Linked DNA regions of Mus musculus: all the other regions are linked to region 3. The links are chromatin contacts, called in public Hi-C and HiChIP or PLAC-seq maps. All regions are on one chromosome and are shown on one strand. The core of a region is the stretch at or near the end of the contact, and the rest is flanking DNA. Distances in the headings are between cores, read along the strand shown. Region 1 has its middle 30 kb from the start of 4922502H24Rik. Region 2 overlaps Gm36475 (a long non-coding RNA gene). Region 3 has its middle 29 kb from the start of Gm41040. Region 4 has its middle 57 kb from the start of 4922502H24Rik. Region 5 has its middle 42 kb from the start of Gm36553.

Evidence for each region. A called contact is a pair of places that touch in the nucleus more often than the background predicts. HiChIP or PLAC-seq counts read pairs in DNA pulled down with a chosen protein or histone mark.
Region 1: a contact with region 3 is called in a Hi-C map of uterus, with 5 times the contacts expected there. The contact joins two enhancer-like sites. A contact is called at or near these places in 3 of 484 Hi-C or Micro-C datasets (myocytes and uterus) and 1 of 9 other capture datasets (embryonic stem cells).
Region 2: a contact with region 3 is called in a Hi-C map of cerebral cortex, with 2.5 times the contacts expected there. The contact joins two enhancer-like sites. A contact is called at or near these places in 3 of 484 Hi-C or Micro-C datasets (cerebral cortex and nephron progenitors), 4 of 115 datasets of contacts at active chromatin or transcription factors (SST interneurons, embryonic stem cells, fibro-adipogenic progenitors and 1 more) and 1 of 9 other capture datasets (embryonic stem cells).
Region 4: a contact with region 3 is called in an H3K27ac HiChIP or PLAC-seq map of neural progenitor cells, with 10 times the contacts expected there. The contact joins two enhancer-like sites. A contact is called at or near these places in 1 of 15 datasets of contacts at CTCF or cohesin (large pre-B cells), 1 of 484 Hi-C or Micro-C datasets (cerebral cortex) and 1 of 115 datasets of contacts at active chromatin or transcription factors (neural progenitor cells).
Region 5: a Hi-C map of cerebral cortex shows a contact between it and region 3, with 2.6 times the contacts expected there. The contact joins two enhancer-like sites. A contact is called at or near these places in 1 of 484 Hi-C or Micro-C datasets (cerebral cortex) and 3 of 115 datasets of contacts at active chromatin or transcription factors (embryonic basal ganglia, embryonic stem cells and hepatocytes).

Annotation. Positions count from the first base shown.
Region 1 is chr13:101,426,521-101,429,375 of GRCm38.p6, forward strand. No RefSeq gene overlaps it. Among named protein-coding and RNA genes, the nearest start is that of 4922502H24Rik, 30 kb to the left of the region's middle. Within about 2 kb of position 1,466, at least 38 of the 459 cell types and tissues checked have an H3K27ac peak or open chromatin away from gene starts, as enhancers often do. A contact at or near this core is called in uterus, where this site is marked.
Region 2 is chr13:101,551,887-101,554,794 of GRCm38.p6, forward strand. All of the region lies in intron 2 of Gm36475 (a long non-coding RNA gene), which reads left to right. Among named protein-coding and RNA genes, the nearest start is that of Gm41043, 5.2 kb to the left of the region's middle. Within about 2 kb of position 1,340, at least 18 of the 459 cell types and tissues checked have an H3K27ac peak or open chromatin away from gene starts, as enhancers often do. A contact at or near this core is called in cerebral cortex, where this site is marked.
Region 3 is chr13:100,891,050-100,893,833 of GRCm38.p6, forward strand. No RefSeq gene overlaps it. Among named protein-coding and RNA genes, the nearest start is that of Gm41040, 29 kb to the left of the region's middle. Within about 2 kb of position 1,317, at least 55 of the 459 cell types and tissues checked have an H3K27ac peak or open chromatin away from gene starts, as enhancers often do. A contact at or near this core is called in cerebral cortex, neural progenitor cells and uterus, where this site is marked.
Region 4 is chr13:101,452,612-101,455,714 of GRCm38.p6, forward strand. No RefSeq gene overlaps it. Among named protein-coding and RNA genes, the nearest start is that of 4922502H24Rik, 57 kb to the left of the region's middle. Within about 2 kb of position 1,735, at least 5 of the 459 cell types and tissues checked have an H3K27ac peak or open chromatin away from gene starts, as enhancers often do. A contact at or near this core is called in neural progenitor cells, where this site is marked.
Region 5 is chr13:101,630,495-101,633,322 of GRCm38.p6, forward strand. No RefSeq gene overlaps it. Among named protein-coding and RNA genes, the nearest start is that of Gm36553, 42 kb to the left of the region's middle. Within about 2 kb of position 1,272, at least 25 of the 459 cell types and tissues checked have an H3K27ac peak or open chromatin away from gene starts, as enhancers often do. A contact at or near this core is called in cerebral cortex, where this site is marked.

The sequences.
Region 1 (2,855 bases), core at 216-2,715, 540 kb after region 3:
GCAGTCTACCCAACACCCCGACCCAGCGGTCTGGTCTTGCAGCACACGTTCACAGCTTGGTATGGGAGCTTCTCAAAGTATTTTCACAGAGCCAGACTTTGTGAAGGGGCCAACTACCAAAGCAAACCTCACGGAGCTGATAGAAGAATTGTTACAGCTTGTCCCCTGATGGGAAAGGCCACTCCCTCCTCTTCCAGTCCCTTCCAAGAACCTGAAAACTGAAAGGGCCTTTTATGTCTCTGATAGATGGTTTGGCAAACATTTTCCTTTGGAATCACAGCCTACCTTACTTGCCTTCTGCTAATCCCCTCTCCCCACACTGAAACACGTTGTGTCTCCTGGCAACAGGGCTGGAGGAGGAATGGATGGTTGTCTCCTAAAGGGGGAATGTTTTAGAGGTCACTTCTGGGTCCCTGTCCTGGCCTTGCCCTTAATTAATCTAGCTGCTAGTTGGAAATCACCTTTCGACCCTGATATAGCTGTCTCTTGTGAGACTAAGCCAGTGCCTGGTAAACACAGAAGTGGATGCTCACAGTCAGCTATTGGATGGATCACAGGGCCCCCAATGGAGGAGCTAGAGAAAGTACCCAAGGAGCTAAAGGGGTCTGCAACCCTATAGGTGGAACAACAATATGAACTAACCAGTACCCCTGGAGCCCGTGTCTCTAGCTGCATGTGTAGCAGAAGATGGCCTAGTCAGCCAACATTGGGCCTTGATCTTGCAAACTTTATATGCCTCAGTACAGGGGAACACCAGGTTCAAGAAGTGGGAGTGGTGGTGGGGTATGGAGGACTTTTGGGATAGCATTTGAAATGTAAATGAAGAAAATACCTAATTAAACAAAATTTGGAAATGGAAAACAAAACAAAACAAACCAAACAAACAAACCAAACAAACAAACAAACAAAATCACTTTTCATCCTTGAGCCTCAGTTTCTGAGCGCAGAAATTCACTATGGGAGCCGAGTGGAGCGAGCACGTGAGCAAGACAAGGTTGGGCTGCTTTGTCTACCCATCAACATTGGGATTCTATCTTCCCTACTACTGCCTCTGTGCTTTCCTTCGTCCTCCTCACACCAACCACAACCTTGGTGCTGTCAGAGATCAGCCAAAGCGGCCTTTGGCAGCCTGGGGCAGACATACTGCTGCCATTATGAGTAGGGGAAAATGGTAACTAAACTTCTTCCCCTTGTTTGCTCTACCTTCCATGATTCATCACAATGTCCACTTCCCCCTTCTACAGATCTCCCACCCCTTTCCACCCACAAATCCATCCAAAAAAAAAAAAAAAAAAACCCTTCTGCCTGGAGGGGAATTCAAGACTTATTTCTTTAATGGTCAGAATTGTGCTGGGTCAAGGCTTTTAACTGTGTATTTAATTAGTCATCTGTACGCATGCAACTCAAAGGCGTTCAGCTGTGCCTTTTTATAGGATTAATAAAGCCGGTTGTAAATCACCTCTGCAGCCCATAAAAGTATTTATAGCAGCTTTTCTCTCCCCCTGCCATTACAGAAGCTCTGTTTGAACTAGCTGAGGTTTGCACGGGGATAGTTCTACCCAGTTCTAGAAGGAAAGCGTTAACAATCCTTTCCTGGCAAACCACAACTTCATCATTAGGCAACGTAGAATGTACTGGAATGTTAAGCTCCAACAAGGACATTCCAGGGTGTGATTGCCAACAGCAAGCCTTCTGTGTTAATGAAAAATCAAAATACAAAAAAAGCCAGTCAACTACAAGCACAAAACCTTCAGTGGAACTTGAGAAATGGGACCAGAGTTGGGAATCTATGGCTTCCTGACTTCCATAAACCGTAACGGGATTTGGCAAGCTCTTCCCCAAGCCCATGCATTCACAGTGGCCAAACACCTATGCAGTCCCCACAGCCAAGTCCATGCTATCACTCAGTCTGCGGAGAAACAAGCAACCTTTGTCTGATGGGCATTCAGAGCCTTTGCAGGTGAAATGAACATTACCAAAAAAACCTGTCTCTTGTGTCAGCTTGTGAAGGCTTATTTCTCATACCACCTTTTTCTGCCCAGAAAGAAACAATCTCAGTTCTTAAGAGACAACTAGCCTCATGCCATCTCCCCAATTCCTTTTCTCTGCATGGCCCACTTGACTTCAACCCCCCCCCCCCCACACACACACACTGAATGTCACAGCATTGATTAGACGTTGACTTCAGAAGTCACTTGTTGCTTTGAGGCTACCCAGGGCAGAAGCAGCCATAAGTTTTGGGTTTGCAGATACATGTTCTAAAATCTTGCCGTTTGCCTCTTTTCTTCACGGGATTAACTGTCTGATGATTGGCAAGCTCTCGGCTGAAAGAAGAGCGGTGGAGAAAAGAGAAAAGAAACAGGATGTGCAGGCGACCATACCCCCGGAATGAAGATAAGCTGCACCAGGTGGTTCAGGAACCAATTGCAGAGATAGGTTTGCACTTGGCTGAAGATTGATTGGGACTTCCTCACAGACATAGAGGGTTCCCTATGTCACTGGCTATCTGGGGCCAGCCACTGTGTCCCTGTAGTGGCTCCTAGTGCTTATAAACTTCAGGGACACCTAGGCTGTCGCTTGGAGTCCTGTGGGATTTTTTGTATGTATTAAAGAGGAAAGTACTGGACCAGCTGTGCTAATGGAAAAGAGGCACAGGGGCCCTGCCCCTTGATATTGGCCCCAGGGTAGATGTGACTGGGATCTAGTTCATTGACTCTTGAGACTTTAGTCTTGGAGGCTGCCTTGAGTCTCTTTACATTTTATGGGTTGCCTCCTCTATGGCTTTTTCTTCTCCTCCTCTTCTTCCTCCTCCTCCTCCTCCTCCTCCTCCTGTTGCTCCTTCTCTCCCCCACTCC
Region 2 (2,908 bases), core at 90-2,589, 660 kb after region 3:
TTTGGTTTCTGAAGTGTTTGGCTCCCTCTGCTCTGGAGGCTGAGGGCTCCTCCCTCTTCTAAACAATATAATATAACCATATTTGCACATTCATTTGGAAAATCAGCAAACTAACCTGGGATGATATCTCTTTGAGCAATAACATATATATGCCACATAGGCATGTGTCCTTCCCAAATAGAGCCGAGCTTTGGAGGTAGCTGTGCGGCTATCTCATGCCACACGCTGCCTATGATATATATCTTCAGTATATATATATTTATTGACTTAATTTCAGGAAATTTGAGAGTTTAGATTGGAGAAATGAGCAGAGATCATGAAGATCATAGAAAATGATCCGGTATTTGTAGCCTTGGATGGAGGATACCTTCTAATGCCTTTATTTGGAGGAGGAAAACGTGCTTTATGAGATAGGTTTTGTCATGTAACTCTGGCTAGCCTCAAACTTACAATGATCCTTCAGCCTCAGCCTCCTGAGGACTGGGATTATATCCTATATGTTATATATATATTATATCCTATATGTCTATGTCAGGTTCCTGTGGAGCCTTTGTCGGAGAGAATCGAAGAGAATATTTTCAAGTGGCTGTCATGAAACACTGTGAGCCACCCAAAGCATAGGGGGAGAGGGGAAGAGGTAAAGCAGGTCCATAGATGTTCAAATGAGTTAGTCTAGAGACTGAGGTAAGGCTAATGGCATTGCCACATCCCTACCTTTGCCACCTCCAGCCCTATACATCAGGGAGAGTCGGCTGCTTGGATGGCTTATCAAGCTGCCCCAGCCACCCTGAGTCAGAAACTGCCAGCATCTTGCTGGGTGGGTAGCTTTGCATCAGCCTCTTCTTGTTTCCTGTTAGTCTTCTGCTGCCAAGGTCAGATTCTCTGGTCACTTCCACATGGGCAGTGCTATGTAGATGATTAGATATAAAGGACTGTTTGTGTGTGTAGAGAAGCATTGCCTTCATAACATGGAAGAGGAACATATATTACAAGTTCTGGAACACCAGGTATCATCCCTTTAAAGAAGAACACATCCAAGCCTTTTAGATGATAAGAGACTCGAGTCAGATGCTATCTAAAAAAAAGGTAGAAAGAGAAAGTGCCATCCTTTCTTTACCCTAGAACAGTCTGAAACTTTCAGCATCTGCACTTTGTCTACTTTATGTAGATCACTACTTAGCCCCTACTGCTCCCCACGCAGGTCTCCCCTATGGCTATGAAACTTTACCACGTGTACTGGACATTCCTAGACTCCAGTTCTGGTTTCTTTTGTTTCAGCTTCATTTCTTATCATCAGGGCTGAGCCATACCAGCTGTCTCTTCCTGGTGCCGGTGCTGGGAGAGACAGAGGCTGCTCTAGCTTCGCCCCACCTTTTCCATAGGCGGGGCTTTCCATGGCTCTTTTAGCTCAGTGACCCCGCCATTTTTCACACCCTCCCTCATGGATCCCAGGACCCAGGAATGGCTACCTCCTCTGCTGCCATTCCTGAATGCCTCCCAAGTATTATGTTAATCTGCTGCTTTCGAATTGCAGCTGCTGCGCCCAGAGAAGGAAGAAAACCCTGGGGCCTCAGATGCTTCTGTGAGTGGGCTGCTCTTCCCTCTCAGAACGCAGAGTGCGGGGTCAGGCTCACAGCCTTTCTGGAGCAGCTGGGGGTTATTTTCGAAGTAGGGGCATTAAAGGAACAACAAGTGCAGTTGTCCAGGACTTTCCTCCATATGGAACTGTACAGAAGGTCAGAGGTTAGGGAGGAGCTAGGTTAGCTGAGTCTGCTTCCTGAGAAGTGAGCAAGGTTGCCACGAGACTGGCCCACAGACTCTCTCAAAGTCCCTTTCTTTTCTTCTTCTTTTCAACCTCTAATTCCCAAGAGGCTATGGGTATGGATTATCTCACTGTCAGTCCCCAAGCTGTTCAAAGAACACTGTCTATTCAATTTTCAAGAATGCATTTGAGGGGCCAGAGAGATGCTTTGGTAGTTACGAGTGCTTACTGCTCTTCCAAAGGACCTGAGTCCAGTTCCTAGACCACACATTGGATGGGGATCTCTGTCCAGCTCCAGGAGGATCCCAAAGGCCCTAGCTCACAGGAGCACCTACAATCATGTTCGCATAGTCACATGTATATGAACACATACATGCATGTAATTAAAAAGTGTAAAAAAAAACCTTAAAGAATAATGTATTTGAGCAGATGACCTTCCTTCAATCTTTATTATGAAGGTTGCAGACATACTTGCATTCCTTTTCTTCTAAATGAGAAATCTAACCTCAGTATGTAGCTATCGTAATCCTTTGTTCATAGGTAGGTGTGATAGATAACTCTTTGGGGGTTTGTTTTGTTAAGTTTGTTTGATTGGTTGGTTGGTTGGTTGGTTGGTTGGTTGGTTGGTTGGTTGGTTGGTTCGTTGATTTTTTGAGACAGGGTTTCTCTGTGTAACAGCCCTGGCTGTCCTAAAACTCACTTTTTAGACTAGGCTGGCCTCAAACTTACAGACATACACCTGCCTCTGCTTCCAGAGTGCTGGGCTTAAAGTTGTACACCACCACCATCCAACTCTTTTGTATATTTTTACATCTTTGTGTGATCATTTGTATCAACATTATTAGACAGTAATTGAGATTTGAGTTGTATTTTATGTTTGCATGCAAGGAACAGAGAGATCTACAATTAGAAAAACTTAAAAACTTTTAAGGAAAAGAAAATTTCCTATGAACCAGTACAGGAGAAGCTGCTTTAGAGTATTTTTAATGTTTGTATTCCTCCTTTGAGAATTTCATATAATATATTTTGATCATTTTCTTTCTCCTCCCCCAACACCTCCCAAATCCCCATACCTCCCTGCCCAGCCAACTTGATGTCCCTTTTCTCTCTTAATGCAAAAAGCCAAATGAAACAATCATCCAGTCG
Region 3 (2,784 bases), core at 67-2,566:
TAGGAGATACCACACCCTTTTCTGGTCTCTGCTATCACCAGGCACACAAATGGTGCACAGACATTGTCTAGTCAGGGTTCTCTAGAGTCACAGAGCTTATGGAGAGTCTCTATATAGTAAAGGAATTTACTGATGACTTACAGTCTGCAGTCCGATTCCCAACAATGGTTCAGTAGTAGCTGTGAATGGAAGTGCAAGGATCTAGCAGTTACTCAGTCCCACACGACAAGCAGGCGAAAGAATGAGAGTGAGACTCCCTTCTTTCAATGTCCTTATATGGTCTCCAGTAGAAGGTGTAGCTCAGATTAAAGGTGTGTGCCACCACATCTTTAATCCCAGAAGACCTTGAACTCGGAGATCTCCCTGTCTTAATCTTCTGGAATCCATAGCCACTATGCCTCAAGATCTCCATACCAAGATCCAGACCAGAAACTTCTATCTCCCAGCCTTCAGATAAGGGTCACTGGTGAGCCTTCCAATTCTGGATTGTAGTTCATTCCAAATATAGTCAAGTTGACAACCAGGAATAGCCACTACAGACATGCATGCAAGCAAAATATCCATACATATAAAATAAAAAAACATTGTTACACAAAGCTAAAATAAAGAAAAAAAGAAAAGAATTATTGATATATGAAATCATTTATAGGAATAGGAATATGTTGATTTTGGAGACAAAGTTTGAGCTTAGACACATTTTATTTGGGGGGGGGGTGATTGTTAATTTCTCTGTTCCCTAGGCCTGAGGAAGGGTTGAGTACAGTCGGTTCCTACAACTTTCCTATCTCCCCTTATGCCACATTCACATCCTACTCTTATAAAAGGATAAAAGTGTCCATTATTTTGTTTGCACAAACTGGAAAAACAATAAGGTTCATTTTACCAAATTTTTCTTCAAAACTGAAACCTAGAGAGATGAAACTTTGGAAAGATCAATCTTTTAGAAAAACATATTACATCTTATTTATCGATCGTGAGTCTGTAAAGGGCATGCATCACAGCCCAAATGTGGGGGTCAGAGGACAACTTGTAGGAGTTGATTTTCTCCTTTTACTATGTGAGTCCAAGGGATGGAACTCACGTCACTAGCCTTGGTGGCAAGTGTATTTACCCCTTAAGTTACCTCGCTGGCTCAGGTAAGCACCACCTCTTGGGAGTGGGAGTCCCAGGAACCTTCTTATTCCTCGAGGAATTAGTAAATTCACCAGAACTAAGAACTTCCTGCAAATGCCTCTCCAATCCTTAGTTCTCAAGGAGCGAGGGCTCAGCCTGCACTGCCACAATTCGCCATTAGAGGGCAGTGCAGCCGCGAGAGCCGAGGAAGGAGGGGGCGAAGGATGCTTCTTAGCACTTGGAGAGTGGGAGGAAGTGTCTCGCAATGTTTGCACTTGAAGCATCTCAGTAGTTAGATATTTCACTGGCACAAATGGCGTGTCCTCTTCTAAATTTTGTGCGAATATGAAAAGGCAGTAACTTTGATCTTAGTGCATGTTCTATGGCTATCTATTTCGTTTCGAGCCAGGAATTTATTAGGACATCGAAGGGAAAGGCAAGAAGAACTTTAGATGGGCACATCTCTATTTCCCTACTTTTGCGATAGATTTAGTACACGCTCTGAAAGAATACAGTGCCGGCTGAAAAGTGCTCTGTTTCCTCTCTATTATTCTAAAATAGATGTGCTTCTCTCACGCATGGATGGACCATTTACCCCTGATTTGTATCTCGGGGACAAATCTGACTCGTTAGCGCCGTTATTTGTAAACTGCTAACCTGGTTCCCTGCGCTCTTGTAACGCTATCTTGATGGGTTGCTGTGAAAATGTGAAGCTGCCTGTCAGGCAGGAAAAATTATGTAAAAATGATGTGGGTATAGAAAATGGAATCGACAAAATGTAATAAACTCCCCCTGGGCTGGAGAGCCGAGCTGCATATGTAATGAAGTAGTTTAGGATTACGTCACCTTTTATATAACATCTGGCAGTGACTTTTATTTCAGAGCTAATTTGAAGAAGCCGGGAGCTCTTTTTTTTTTTTTTTCCTTCTCCCTCCCAGAGCCTGCCTTTATCTGAAAGAAGTAAAAGGAACAGTTACATTTTGCATGCAAAGGAAGCTGGAGTGGTTAGATTATTTCCTTGGGGTAATGGAGAAAGGGAAAAAGAAATAGAAGAAAGGTCAGGTGAACACAGCAGAGGGGATGGATAGGTTTGTGGGATTCTTAGACACACTGGACCAGTGCAAGCAGCCAGACAGATAACCTGGGTGGCTTGGCTCTCCTCTCCTCTTCCCTCTCCACTGCCCTTGCTTGGTCAGCATATACCTGATCCAAGAATACCATGGCAATAGTTTGTCTGTAAATATTTGATTCGTAGTAACAAGTTATAAAAATGTCTTAGATGATTGCTTAGTCCTTTGGTTTCTTTATCTTTCAAGGAGAAAGCCATCCCTCCAAACAACACCTGCCTTCCCTACAGTGTCCAGAAGCACACATCTGTTACAGTATTCACACAGTCAGCTCGACTCTGTCTTTTTGTCTAGATCAACAGTGATGAAGGTCTACGAATTTCCTCTCGTGGAAGAGAGAGCTCAGGATGGTTGGGACCATCTTTGCATCTCTCCTTTTTTTGCTGCTCCAAGCTTCTCTGCCAAGCTTGTCTTGTCACAGTCTGGTCCTTGCTGACTGAACTGTGTTTGATGACCTCACTGTCCCTCTTCATGATATGTTTTGAATCTTCCAGTCTTACTAAAACCCCAAGATATCCTTTCCTGAATCCCAAGGCCACGTGTA
Region 4 (3,103 bases), core at 485-2,984, 560 kb after region 3:
TGGCAGGACTTGAGGATGCCATCAGATCACCTATTCAAAGATGTATGGGGTTCTGTGTCATGTAGATTTCTGTAGTCCTAGTATTCTAGTCCTTTCCAGGAGGTCATAGTTTTCTTGTTTTAATTTTTTTCAGCCATGTACACACCCACAGCTTTCAAGCCTTAATGTATATTCAAATCATGTGATGATGCTGTTAAAATGTAAGGTCTGGTGTGATAGTTCTGGGGTAGATTTGGAGATCTTGTTTTTTTCCATTCCTTCTCCCTCTTTCTTTTTTGATGTGTATGCTTGTTGGGGTGTGTGTGTGTGTGTGTGTGTGTGTGTTTGCGTGTGCGTGTGTGTGTAGACCAGAGTATCATCAGGATTATAAGCATATGCCACCATGCATTTTTCTTCCTCCTCCTCCCCGTCTTCTCTTTCTTTGCCCCTTTGAGACAGTGTCTCCCTGTGTAGCCCTGGCTGTCCTGGAGCTCACTCTGTAGACCAGGCTGGCCTCAAACTCAGAGATCTACCTGCCTCTGCCTCCCAAGTCTCAAACTCAGAGATCCATCTGCCTCTGCCTCTCGAGTGCTGAGATTCAAGATTTGCATCACTGCCTAGCTACATTTTTTAATGTAGGTTCTAGGGATTGAATTTAGTCATCATGATGGTAAGACATGTATTTACCTAATGAACTGTCTGCCTAGCCCAGATGTTTCTTTCCTAACAAACTCTCAGATAGCACTGAAGCTTCTGGTCTATGAATCACTTTTTGAATATTGCATCATTATATGTTCAAAACAGGTAAAAGAGCAGAGATCATACTTGTTGTGAATATCAACCAATTTGGTAGCTTTCCTAAATGTTTCATATACATCAACTTTAGCCCTCAGGATGTTTTTTTCCCTGATAAGTATTATTGTCCTCACATTATGAGGAAGCTAAAATTTATAGACATTAGAGAAATGGCAGTGTCAAAACTTACATGCACAATATACTACACAACTGGATCCTTCCCACTATGGCTTTCATCTGTGGTTCTTTCTAAGTCTATGGTTGGTTCTCTTAACTAATCACTTCACTTTGAATAGAGACACCTCTGTTCATTAGAACTTTATGGAACAAGAATGTTCTGCAACTATCCTGTCCAACATGGTAGCTGTGTGTACTGAGAAATGTGACTAATGTGTGGGAGGAACTCAGTGGTTTATTTTATGTAATTTTAATTAATGGTTCAATTAGCCATTTTATTTGTAACTAGTGACTAGAACTTTGGCTTGTTTTTAGTGACTTTTATGTGGAGTAATGTGGCTTTATGGAAATGACCCTAAGAGGCACTGATATTGTTGCAAAAGGCCCTTTGGATGTGTGCAGTGGGTGTGAGCGGTGGGTGTGTGCTGTGGATGTGCACTGTGAATTGTTTGCTGTAGGCGTGCGCCATGACTACTCCTTACCACACAACAGTGTTTGAAACACAATCCATGAGGTCCATTATCTTTACTCCCTCCTGCTTGGTTCCTAAAGCACACTGGTTTAGACATCTTTCTCTTGGTTTCACTTTAGTTAAGCAGGAGTCGTAATCCAGAGCAGTCTAGAATGGAGAACGAAGAGCATCTTTCCACTACCCCAGGCTCAGGGAAGAGAATGAAAAGGATGTGCTCATGAGCTTCCATTCACCTTGGGACCTTCAACAATCAGAGTTCTTTCAAGTAAAAATACAAGGAACCCTGACCCTGTGGGTTTATACCCTAAAGAAGTATATTGTATCACACCATTAGAAACCCAGGGCAGAGTGGATGGCAGAGGAGGCTGACTTGGTTGCTTAGCAATGCCTTGAAAGCCCTTTATTCTATTTCTGCTTTCCCATGCTTTTAACATTGGCTTTATCTTCACATCAGTAGCAAGATGCAGAGGTGTTCCAGATGGTCTATGCTGCTGTAGGAATCTATGTGGAGAAGACACTCTCTTTCTGCAGTTCTTTCTTAGAATCAAGGAGAGTTTCTACAAGAGGGTTAATAATTATAGATTTCTTATGTGCCTTTTTGGTAATGATTAGATCACATGACCACTGAAAAAAGTAAGAAAGGGAAAATGGGCTATTTCCCTACACTAAACAGGTACATCATAAGGGTGAGATCAGCCCTTGCACGGGCTTTGGGAAGGCATAGTTATATATGAATGAAATTGGGGTTCTAGCTAAGAAGCAAAGGAGGAGACAAATCTCTTGTCTGCCAGAAAATCAAAACTCGAGTGGAGGTTGAGGTGGAGCTGCTGTTGAAGCCTCCAGATTAGGAAACATACTGTGGAGAAGGTCGGGGTTGATGACCTACTGATCAAAGCATCACTGTGAGCGAACCAGTCCCAGGGAACTCCATATCAGCACAGAGCTCCACCCACTGAGGGTCATTTTGACAAGATAATAAGATGCTTCCTACCCCTGGCAAGACATACAGACACCCAGAGGAGGTTCCCCCACACACACACATGCCATGAAAGAAGCTAAGAGATGTTAAAAGATACAGTAGACCAGTAAAGTTCAGAGTAGCATCTCATAAAAATAAAATAAACCAAACACTTATTCATGGTGGTGGTGGTGGTGTGTGCATGTTTCTTTGCAGGCTTTAATTCAGTATTCAGGACATGAGCTTGGGATTGCACCTTTTTTTTGGTAGTTTAGCATCAGACTTGAGGGACTGAAATAGCCTTGGAAATTCTGGCCCATATTATCATAAGGGCTCCAGACAATTTTAAGCTGATTGGTCATTGTGTCACAAGAAATGGATGAGTTGAGCTAGAGAGATGGCTCGGCCATTAAGGGCTAGGCTCACAACCAAACTTAAAAGAAGTATGTGAGTCAAGAGAAAAAGAACATTGAAGAGAGCAGAGTTGAATAGTCTTGTCAAGGAAAGAGATATGACAGGCAGAGACAAGTTTTGAGTGACAGAGGGGATGAGAGACATACCTTATCTGATGAACTCAGAAATTCTGTCAGGAACATAGGATAAGACACAAATAATGGAAGAAAAGGTAATTTCACCAACAGAGCTTTTGAGGAGCAAGGATGAGGAAGCAGGCAAGGAGTCACAAAATGGCTCAAGAAAGGCTGCTCTAGAGGTTAGGCCAT
Region 5 (2,828 bases), core at 22-2,521, 740 kb after region 3:
GAGGAAGGAAGAAATGGAGGAAAGAAGAAAGGAAGAAAGGGAGGGAGGAAGAGAGGGGGGAAGGGAGGGAGGGAGGAAGGAAGGAAAGAAGGAAGGGAGGGTAGAAGGAAGGAAGGAAGGAAGGAAGGAAGGAAGGAAGGAAGGAAGGAAGGAAGGAAGGAAGGAAGGAAGGAAGGAAGGGCTGGGGCAGCCTTTCTCTGTCAGCCATTATTCTCTGTCCTTTGTCTCAGATCCAAAACCAGGCACCAAAATCTCCCATGAAACCATGGTTCAAAATAAGTATATAAGCCTTTCCTCTTTCAATTTGTTTTTTTCTTCAGGTGTTTTCATCACAGACAGGAAAACATTGACTAACACAGCTGTATTCCCTGTTCTCTCATGCTCTCCCATCTCCCATGGTTTGTGAAACCTGGCTTCTGACAGCGCATCCTGCATGGACTCCATTCCCTCTGATGCGGTTGGGTTGGTGGTGGAGAGGATTTGTGGTACAAAGCCAATTAGACTCCGGGATTTCACCTCTTGATTACAGGTGCACTCGAATTTCCATGAACAAAAATCTGGTCTAAGCAAGAACTGTGCTGTCAGGAAATAGATAGTGCTACCCTTTATAAAGGCCATACTGTTTTCCTTTTGATGTTTTGCCCGATCTAGTATAATAATAACACAGGGAATATATTAATCCAGGTCTCCAGAATATAAGCTCCTTGGAATGATAATTTCACCTGCATTGTCAAAAAAAAAGTCTATGATAGCCATGAAGCCCGTCTTTGATTATGATAGAGGAGTAGGCTGTTCAGCCATTTTTAACCAGTCCTGCCACTTATAGAAGAATTTTTCTCACCTTCATCTTTTCATAGATGTCAAAGGGATGAAGCTGAGGATTATCTCCATCCCCACCACCCCACCACCCCACCACCACCCTACCACACATAACCTATACTACTACTCAAATCTGAGCCAGAGTTAGAGGTTAGAAGTCAAACGTCACCTTTGTTCAGCATCAATATCTGCCTAGTGTTGGGTCACTGCTGCTGGCAATGGGCAGATCACTAAGATGAGCAACACACAAACTTGCCTCCTTACAAGGTCATCCCTGGGCTTATTATTTCACTTTCTTTCAAATGGCTGAGGCTCCTGCACAATGCGTACTGTCTCTTCCTAGTCTTCCTTCAAGACAAGGAGCCAAAATTCGGGAGTCTTCGCTCATCTGAACAATGCCAAGGCTTTCTTTCCACGGTTCGCTGGAGAGAACTCAAAAGCATCAGCAGCCAGATCTGTGCCCTCCCCCACACCACGCTGGCTGAGCTTCTGGGCATGAACAAGAAGGCGTCTCAATAAACAGAATGTGGATTGGGAAGACAATTGAGAAAATGGGAGTAATGGCCTACAAATGAAAGACAATTGAAATGGAAAGGGGAATGAAATCTGCACTTTTTAGAAAGGAGAGGAAACCATGCATGACAGCATCCCCTTCCAGCTCCCACGCTACATCCCTCTACCTTTGCACCCTCCTTCACGTTTTCTGATCAGAGTTGATACCACTTTAAAACTCTGCTGCTTCTGCCAGTGCGTCATTTAAATAAGGACACGGCTTCTAGGCATCCATGATGATACCATAAACGAGACTAAACTTTATCCTGTTTGTTCTTGCACAGAGCCTGCTGGGTGTCCAGGGAACCTTGTAGAAAATTGAACATATAGCGGTGTGTCAGGCAAGTGGCATGGCATTAAATGATTTGTCTGATGCCAAATTATTTGAAGGTGCAAGGTGGGTGGCTGGCCATAGGGTGGAGTTGCTATAGGAGAACCTTTTTTTTTTTTTCTCTGCCCTAAGAGAGTCAGGGTACAGTGTCCGCATTCTGGTTACTCCAGCTTGTGGGGCTTAGATTGCTCCTTCTGGGGCTGTGTGATTAGGTTCACACAAAACTAGGTGGTGGCTTAGCTAGGGATTACTAAATTTCACAGATCATAAACATCCCCCTGGTCTTGTTGAAGTGCAAAGTAGAGTTGAGTAGGTCACATGGGACTAAGGATCCTGTATTTCTAATAAATACTTCCATTTCATGTTTGCTCCACACTTTGAATCATAAGTACACAGCGTTTTGATTAACTATTAGCATAAAAAGAGAACAGAAGGGCACGAACCCCCATAAGAGCAAAACAAAACGAAACTCTCACGGATGGACTCTCTGTGATGCTCAAGAGTAAGGCCTTCCTACCAACCTTTGGTCCAAGTACCTGCCAGTGAGAATCTCAGCAATGCAACTAAGAAAGGGATCAAATAGAAGTTGTGAGCCCTCCCCTTTCTAACACCCTGGTTTGTTAGTGTTGCAGAGGTAATTTGACAGGCTCAAGGCACACCAACGCTGGGAAAAGCAGATATCAAAAAAGACTAAGCTCAAGCCACAGGCCAGGAAACCCTGACACCAGGCACGACTGATGTAAATCAGCAATCACTGCCTTCATGGGGTGGAAGAACCAACTGGAACCTGCTCTGGTGACTCATCTGTCACCACAGTTGCCAAGACTACGTAAGTGCCTGGTACAGAAAAAAAAAAATCTCCCAATAAGATTTTTTTTTCAAAGAGCTTCTGTATTTCAGGAAAAGATCTAGCTAAGACCCTCTAATCAAGGCGAAGTGACACAGAGAATTGTGCTGCCCTCTTTGAACAGGAAACCTAGCCCTGGTTGTTATAGTTCCTTAGGCCTCCCAGTTCCATACCAGAATTAAAGATTTCTCTATAGCCAGGTAAAGATCCCTCTCTATGATCTCCTATTTATCCAAGTAAGTGAGGACTGACACTCAAATCTATATACTCAGGCATACC